2 separate regions of the Rattus norvegicus genome follow, and region 1 is linked to region 2. The links are chromatin contacts, called in public Hi-C maps. All regions are on one chromosome and are shown on one strand. The core of a region is the stretch at or near the end of the contact, and the rest is flanking DNA. Distances in the headings are between cores, read along the strand shown.

The links. Hi-C and Micro-C count contacts between places; a contact is called where the count stands out from the background.
Region 1: a contact with region 2 is called in a Hi-C map of Schwann cells, with 4 times the contacts expected there. The contact joins the promoter of Anp32b here to the promoter of Xpa in region 2. A contact is called at or near these places in 5 of 12 Hi-C or Micro-C datasets (the Rat2 cell line, Schwann cells, frontal cortex and 2 more) and 1 of 1 datasets of contacts at active chromatin or transcription factors (oligodendrocytes).

What each region holds. Positions count from the first base shown.
Region 1 is chr5:65,537,319-65,541,573 of GRCr8, forward strand. It overlaps Anp32b (acidic nuclear phosphoprotein 32 family member B), which reads left to right and starts at 1,554. Exons shown (of 7, transcript NM_131911.2): 1 at 1,554-1,781. The coding sequence starts at 1,728.
Region 2 is chr5:65,268,371-65,272,836 of GRCr8, forward strand. Xpa (XPA, DNA damage recognition and repair factor) reads right to left here and starts at 2,962. Exons shown (of 6, transcript NM_001399041.1): 1 at 2,738-2,962. The coding sequence starts at 2,909.

The sequences.
Region 1 (4,255 bases), core at 304-2,803, 270 kb after region 2:
TGGCAGATTTGGACCAGATCTATAAAGTTAAATTTTGTTGGGGTTACTGGTAGTGATTAAACCCTAATTCCTCATTTTTTCAATTAAGATATCACCAACATCATAGGGGTAGCTGAAAGTTAAATGGGGCATAACAGAGCAAGCTCTTAAAAGCCAATGCTCGGTGATTGCTTATGGAAGCGTCTCAGTAGACTTTTTTCTTTTTCCTTTTGCATAGCTCAGTGAAGCCTATCACATTATAGTTAGAGATCGTTTGTGACAAGGAGCATACCACTCCCTTCCTTTCCCCACATTCTCCTGTGGCCTTCCAGACTACCACAGGAGTCATGAATGAATCTACACCTAGAAGTGTTCACCTTTCTCCATAACCTACACATTTTCTTTTACCCTGAATTATTTCTGAAACTGATATATAGTCCATTTAAAAGTTTGGGCCTCTAAGCCAAAATGGGATGATAGAAGCTTCTCCCATTAAAATCTTAGGGTAATACCTAGAATAATGTTTTTCTCCATTAAATAGTAATTTTTGGTGCCTCTGGTTAATATCAGAATGAAGTAGGCTCCTGACTTAACACAAAGTCGTGTGCTTTAAATCCAGGGACTCTTAAAATTAGATCTTGACAAAGGCTGCCAGCCCAGGATTCACCTTAATGAAGACCGAGAATGTATACATCTTCCACAGGAGCGCCAAGAGATAAAAGTCAGAGGGTAGGGACTGAGGCTTCATTAAAATTACTAATGGCTTCCTTTACTAGTAGCTCACATGTTTAAAAAGTGTTTATGGATAGTCGTTCTGTGTCTCTTTGGACAGTTTGTAGTTTACATACCAATAAAGTTTTAAAGTATATTTTAAAAAAATTAAAAAAAAAAAAGCGCCGAGGGAAAGTCTCCTGAACTGGGGATGCGCAGATGGGGCATGGCTTGGACAAGTGGCTGGAGCTGCCCCTGCCAGTGTCGTAGTGCAGCTTCCTCGCAAGTACTACGCAGTACAGTACGGCTGGGCAGCGAGCACAGCCTCACGAGGGGTACTCGAAGGCACTTCTAACATCACTGGACCTAAAGGTTGTGAGGTCGGGCTGTGGTCTTCAAACAGGGGGCACAGGGTGAACCCCAAAGCCACAGCCTCTGAGGGCGTCTGAAGGCTCAGGCGAAATTGGGTCTGGGAGAGCCCGGAAGGCGCGAGGCAAAGCTTGTCCATAGACGTACAGGCGAGCGCGGGTGGGGGGTGGGGGTCCCGGCACCGGAAGGTCTTACATCAGCCAGCCCACGTGCGACCCGAGGGCCAGGAGGCGCGCGCGGCCCGGGAGGCGGCGCCGCAGTCCTGGCTGAGTTTAAGGCGGGTCCCGCCCCGCCCTCCGTGCGCCTCCCCAGTCCGCGCTGCAGCCCGGGCTCCCGAGCCGAGCGTCGCCGCGCAGGGCCGAGTGGAGCCGAGCAGCCGCCGCGTCGCGTCGCCGGTTTAAGCGCAGTGCGGGGCCTTGGCCGGGGGCGGCGGTAGTGAGGCCAGCGCCGCGCTCCAGCCCCCTTTTCCCTCCATGGTTTCTCTCCGCTCCCGCGAGTAACTTGGCTCCGGGGGCTCCGCTCGCCCGCACGCCCGCACGCCGCCCGGGACCACGCCGCCTCCTCCAGCCGCCTCCTTCCGACGGCCCTCGCCGCGCAGGCCGGGTCGCCTCTCCCCCCTCCGCCCCCGCCGCGGAAAGTTAAGTTTGGAGAGGGGGGACGAGGGGAACATGGACATGAAGAGGAGGATCCACCTGGAGCTGAGGAACCGGACCCCGGCAGCTGTAAGCAGAACCCCTCGGGCACCCGCGCCCCCGATGACTTGCAAGTAATGGTGGCCACCTGCGGGCCACCGGGCTCCGGCCGCGGCGCGGGGAAGGCGCTGCTCGCAGCTCGGACGGGGACAGGGAAGGCGGGCGGAAGGCGCGGAGGGGGGAGCGAGCGCGCGGGCATTAACTCTTTGGCGCCCGCGGGCCCCCGTGGCCACGGGGAGGACGGCGGGTGGAAAAGCAAACTTTGAGCCGCTCGCCTGCTCGGTCCTCTCCCGGAGGGAGCGCTTGTGCGTGTGGCCGGCGGCGAGGGCGGGCGCGGGGGTTGTGTAACGCTGGGAGCCATGTTTGCAGCCTCCCGGGATGCGCGGCCGGGCGGAGGCCGGGCCTGCCGAGGAGCCGCGCCGCCAGGCCCGCCGCGGGGCCGGGCCAGGTTCCATGCGCCCCGCGGCCCGCAGGGCCTCGCGGCCCGCGCTGAGAAGGGGGTTCGGGTCCCTGAGGGGCACGGAGCCCCCTCGGGCGCGGCCTGGCGCGGAACGGGGGAGGGGCGGGCCTGGCGGCGGAGGTGGCGCAACCGCCGCCCCTCCCGAGGCCAAGTTTGAAAAAAGGATGCGCTTCCCGCCATTTTTCAAGCCTAAAAATACAACTTTGCCCCTCCTTTGCCCGGCTCGCCTTCGCCCTCGGCCTTGCCCACGCGGGCTTCCTGGGTCGGCCGGGCACCGTCACCGCGGTGGCTTCGCCCTCCCCCGCGCCGCCGCCCGGGGCCTTGCCCGAGAGGGAGGCCGGCCCCTCGGTGTGGGCGGCCGGCGGCTCCGCGCGCCAGCCGGGGCGCGCCACAGCGCCATGTTGGCGGGCGCCGTCTTCCTCCGCCGGGTGAGCCGGCCGCCCTCGCGCTGCCTGTCGGTCCCCGGGCTGCCCCCGCCCCGCGGGCTGGGCTCCGCGCGCACTGGAAGCGCGGCGCTCGGCCACCGCCGCCGCCTCATTCCCTCGCGGGCGCCCTCCCCCTTCTTAAAAGGGCAACGGTGGCCGACGCGGGGCTGGGGCGGCCTGGGCCCCGCACGTGCTCCACGCGGCCTTTGCGGCCGACCGAGCGCAGGCCGCGGGCCCGACGCCGCCCTCGTGCGCCGCGGCGCGTCTGGGCTCGACCCCGGCCCCACGATGTCCTGTGGGACGGGCGGCCCGCGGCCTGGGCTGGCGTACGCAGGTGACTGTGGCTAACAAGTTGGGAACTTGTGGAGATGGCCTGCCTTGGTGCGCCTGGCATGCCCGAGGCTTTGTGTTCCCTGCCACAGGCCTTGAGGTCGGCACCTCCGAAGTGTGGGGCGGTCCCTGAGGACTGATTGGGTGGTGTCCCTGTTCCCCGGGGCCCTGAGCATTTCACCGGCACGTGTCCCTTCCATCCCTCAGTCAGACATTTTGTGCCCACCACGTGCTGGGAAATTGAGTTGTTGAACCATCTTCTTCCTTTAACTTGAAAAGATTAGTATTAAGCCTTGAGCTTTTCACTCTAGTCAGCCACAAAAATCAATGGAATATGAAGTAACTAAATTTAGGTAAAACACCCATTTTCATATTAAACCCTCTTGACAAAGGCTAGAGCCATGGAATTAGAAGTGAATTAGGGACTACACCTTTACAGGGTCTGCAAGCAACAAGTGGTTGACGGATAAAGCATTGGCCATTGGCCACCCTTGGGTCTCTTGAACCACTGATTTATTGCGTTGTTTAGCTTACAGTATGACGGGGCCTGAGAAACTTGTGTAAACAAGAGTATCTGCTGCCCTCCTGGGCCTCACAATGGGAGGGGGGCTTGCTACCTCCTTTTTGTACCTTGGCAGTATAGGGGGAAAGTGTCTTTTTGAGATAGCCACGAAGATTATGGGGGTTGTGAAGGGCAAGCTACTTGGAGGGAGTCAGGCCATTGGTTAATGCTTATTTAGAAAAACTTTGACCTAAACTTGAAGGATTTGAAGGGAAAATTGTCGCAAATATTTTGCCGCCCCCCCCCCTTTTTTTTTGGAGACATGGCCCTTCAAGCAGTATGTAGTCTCTGCTGACTTCTAACCTGCCATCCCCCTTCCTTCCCTCCTGAGTACTGGTACCATCACTCCTGGCAATTCGGGCGCCTTGTGTTTCACATGCAGTGTCTTAAGGCAAGAGTTCAACCAAGACGGTGCCTTTTAAATGAGCTGACCTCTCTTGAGTGTGCTGGTGCTCTGACACAGTCCTCAGGAGGCAGAGGCAGGCAGGTCTCAGTCAATATGAGACTGGCAGGGTACTGCAGGGCCTCTTTGCCTCAAAAACAGCAGAAACTCTTGGTACTTAAAACTGATAGGTTGACGCTTGGGCCCCTACAGACTTGTGGGGGTGCTGGGCAGACCTAGGTCTCCAGTTGAATGGATTGTTAAAGTTGACTGATACAGGATGCGTGTGATAATTTAAATACACAATGGTGCCTAAAACCAAGTGGGTTGTGTGTGCTATGGTGT
Region 2 (4,466 bases), core at 1,712-4,211:
TTTATATGTTAAATTCTCAATCCACAATGCATCCACACAATAAACTGACCAGTTGATAAGGATGTAAACCGCCCACCTATCCATCCCAGCTACCTTGGCAACTCAAGGCCACCCGAATCTGGTTCATCCTTCTCCGTCTCCATCTTGATTCTCCCTCCTTCCCCTTCTCTCCCGCCTTACAAAAACTTTGTCCCAGCCTTAATTTTTACCATCCAATCATGGCCTTGACCTAACTCGTGCCAGCCCTCACCTGCATAATGACATCAACCTACACAAATCCACACCAAACCCCAAAGCTCGCAGCACATCAGAGGCTTAGCTCCAATTACAAACAAGACAAACCACTCAACACTATTCAACAAAAACCTATACCCCTAGAATTTCTCCAGTGAATTCCAGCCAGGGGCCCTCACTTCCAATCGGATGCTATCTAGTCAGAGCTCACAGGCTGTGGGTTCAGTTCCTGCCTGCCCAACTTCAGATGCTAACTGCAGACTAGGGACTTTGATCGGACTGGATATATTACAGTGTTTCCAAAACTGCTTCCCTGGTTGCAGTTAATCTCCCTACTTACATTCACTAACCATTTGCAAAGGATTTTAAATACAAATGAAAAGTCAAGTAAAAAGATACACCGGGCAAAAGGAGTTGCAATATGGGAGCTTCCGTCCCCATACTCAGGCCCCAAACGCCTGACTTCCAGAGAGCTACCCAGGTATAGGGCACACATCACATTTCTACTTACAATATATCTACAGTAAACCACCAGGTTGGGAATAGTGGAAACACACCAAATCCCAAGTTTCTAGATAGCAGCCAAAGTAAAGCCTTAAGCCTTCCTGAGGATGGTTCCAGTCCCGCTCTGTAAACTCTTTTCTACACGAGGCTTGGTAAGACAGGGACCACAACCTTGAGGAGAAAGGAGAGTAGCAATAACTAGTCTTTACTCTGAGGATTCTATACTAGACACTTGTCAAAAAAAAAAAAATCACTTTAAGAGGATCAGAATAACCAGAACTGAAAGCGAGCATGGGGTGAGCCTAGCTGGGAAGTGTCTGAGGATCTAGCTGCAGAAGCAAAGAACAGAAATGATTTCCCACGACAGCAAACTGAAGGGAAAACTCACTCAGTATAAACTCTGAAGGAGAAACCCCTTTCTCCCCAGGGTGGTGAGTGAAATGAGGAACGGGGTACTCAAACAAGATACCAGAACTCCCTAAAATAAGGGAACTCCCTTGTTTCCAAGGGCAACAAAACTTACCAGGTGGACTGGCCAACCTTGCCTAACTTAGGCTACTTTTCTTTTCTTCTTCTTCTTCTTCTTTTTTTTTTTTTTAAAGATTTATTTTATTCATATGAGTACACCGTCCCTGTCTTCAGACACACCAGAAGAGGGCATCTGATCCCATTACAGATGGTTGTGAGCCACCATGTGGTTGCAGGGAGTTGAACTCAGGACCTCTGGAAGTGCAATCAGTGCTCTTAACCGCTGAGTCATCTCTCCAGCCCTAGGCTACTTTTCTTTTTCCAGCCCAGGGTCTTGAGCACACCAGGCAAGCATTCGACTAGCGAGCTACATCCACAGCCCTCTGTCTGGTTTTTAGAGTCGAGGCCTCCCTAACTTGCTCAGGCTGACCTGGAACTCTATCCCAGGCAGTTCTTGAACTCAGGATCCCCCTGCCTCAGCCTCCCCAGCAGCTCTGGTTACAATCTGTCTCAGCAACAGACTACTTCTGCTCTTCTAGTTTTCCCGATGTTCTGGACTCCTCGTGTGGAACTGAACGATTCTGTCTCCCTACTTGCCAGGCTGTTTGAAGTTGTAGAAACTCTCATGGCTTTAGATGTTCCCAGCAGGTAGAAGGACAGTGGTGAGACATGTATCTAACAGTGTCTATCTGTATATGGATAATGAGAAACCGAGGCTGCAATACGGACTTATGAGATCTGCACTATAACCAACAAAGATAATGGAAATTACTTTTTACGTTACAAAATGGCATATGAGGACTTTCAAGTGGTTTTGAAAGATTCAAATCTAAGCTACAAACCAGCTCTGCTGGTCAAGAGTAACAAATCAAATTCAATGGCAAGTCTAAAAGTACAAACTGCCATAAAACATACGCATTATTTAGTATTATTATTTATTAACATACTGCCAAAACAAGTACTACACAAACACACGCACTATGTGGAGTCGTGAGAAAGGGATAAAAAAGTAAATTACTTTTGTAGAAATAACTCAGGTGAATTACTCCCAAGAGAAATGCCAGCAGCCGAAAGCACGACGGGCATTAAAAAGCGGGAAAACAGCAAGGCAGGGGCTACCCTTAGATGCCAAGTATAGCCAAAATGAACCCAGGGCATATGCCACTAAGTAAAACAAGGTTACCAAGCCGTGTCAACTCCAAAGTGCGGGGCTCTGCGGGTGTTAATCTACTTTGCGCTGGAAAGCAGGCGCGGCGCATGTAAAAGACTGGGTCTGGGGCAGTTCTACTGGGTGCTGGAGTGGGAGACGGTGCAGGCTTGTTTAATGGCTGCAAGACTGAAAGTTCTGCACCATAGATGTGCCAAGCACAGGGCACGACAGGGATGGCCTGGGACCGCGGAGATACGGGCATGCACAGCTGTTCCCGCACACCGAGCTGGAGTCGGCTGCCAAGACGCAGTGGGAAGGCTAGGGATGCGGTCCCAAACCCGCCGGATGAAGGCTATGCGCGCGCCCGTAGGGGGCCCCCACCTCCGGTGGCCGCCGCCGCCGGGTACGGCCGCGCCGCCAGCCGGGCCTGGCGCAGCATCAGCGCCCGCTGCCGCTTCCGCTCCACGCTCGCGCGTACGGCGGCCGGCAGCTCCGCGGGCTTCTCCGCGGCCGCGGGCTCCGGTGACGTCCGCTTCTCCTCCGCTGTCGCCATCGCTAACACACTCCGTAAACAGCGCACGCGAATCACTAACAGTTTCTAGCAGCCACAAGTACCTCCACTATCAGGCATTTAAAAAAGAAAGAAAAGAAAAGAATTGCGCCTGCGCAGTCTAGGAGTAGTGGCGGAAAAGACGATGGGAGAGGCATTGCGCCTGCGCAGTTGAGGAGTGGTGGCGGAAGAGATGGTAAAGCACTTGTTGACACATAACCTGGACTAAGCATTGTTGGAGGATCAGGACTTTAAGGTCATCCTTGTCTACACAGTATGTTCCAGGCCAGCCTGAGCTACATGAGACCCTGTGTCCAAAAGTAAAGAGAACATGGAAAAGAGCATCAAGAAAGAATGTCTGTGTGACAGCTAAAAAGCATGAGAAAACAGGAAGACAACAGAGAGAAGTGGGACGCAGTATGAGCTCCAAACCCAGCTGCGGGGCGTGGGTAGAGAGCCAAAGTCGAAACCACGTGGAAAGCCAGACAGCCCCATGACAACAGACTGGCCATCCTGTATAGAAACGAAACCCCTGGTTTCAGAAAACCTTCCATCCAGTGGGGGAATGTGATGTGGCAGTAACTCCCCCTGTGCGGCAAGATGGCTTTGGGAGAAAAAATGCACAGTGTACTCCCCCCTGTATTGTGGACTGCTGTGCCAGGGGGCATGTTCATAGCACCACTGCTCCCAATAACCAAAAGCTAAAAACTGCCCGAATGCCCATCAACTTTTGAATGGCTAAACAAAGCATACATAGTATTACCATACAATGAATTATTTTTCTTCAGCCGTGAAAAAAATGAAGCACCGATCCAGGCTACGACGTGACTGAACTTTGAAGATGTTACTCTAAGAGAAAGAAGCCAATCACAAATGGGTGCGTTTATGGGAAACTCACATAACAGGCAAGCCCACCATAATAGAAAAAAGGTTAGAGGTTCCTGGAGCATGAAACTAAGGAGTAACTGTGAGGAGACATTACAGTGTGGGTACGGGGCCTCCTTCTGAGGTGATGAAAATTCTAGAACCAGACACTGTTGATGATTGCACAACTTTGTGGATGTATTTTCTGGCCAGAGCAGGGGATCTGAGCACCAGAACCCCACCTCCACCCCACCCTACCGCACCCACCCTTGTGGCACCAAGCCTTAAGTAGCAGCACCTCTGATGACCACCGTAGTCTCTGAGAATTTCTGACTTGGTGGCTGAGGGGATGAGGTGACAGTATTCCCCCTAAAATAACCTCTGAGGGTGACCAGTGCTCAGAATCCTGTCCCCGACAAAACATCGAATCTGACAGGTTTCAGGATGCAGCTTGAATGCTTCATACGCCCCAGGATTCTGAAACTCTTGGCAACTCGTTGCTCTCCCTTTCCAGGTAACTCCCTCTCCTTTGGCTCGGGGAATTTTTGTGATAGAGTTTCAGGAAACCAGGTCTGATCTGTGAGCTGGCGCCTCAGCTCAAAGCAGACTCCCTCCTCAGAGAAAGAGTGCGCACCCTGATCAGTATACTCCACTGGGTGACAAAGGCTATGGGTTTGCCCGGAGCCAAACACATGA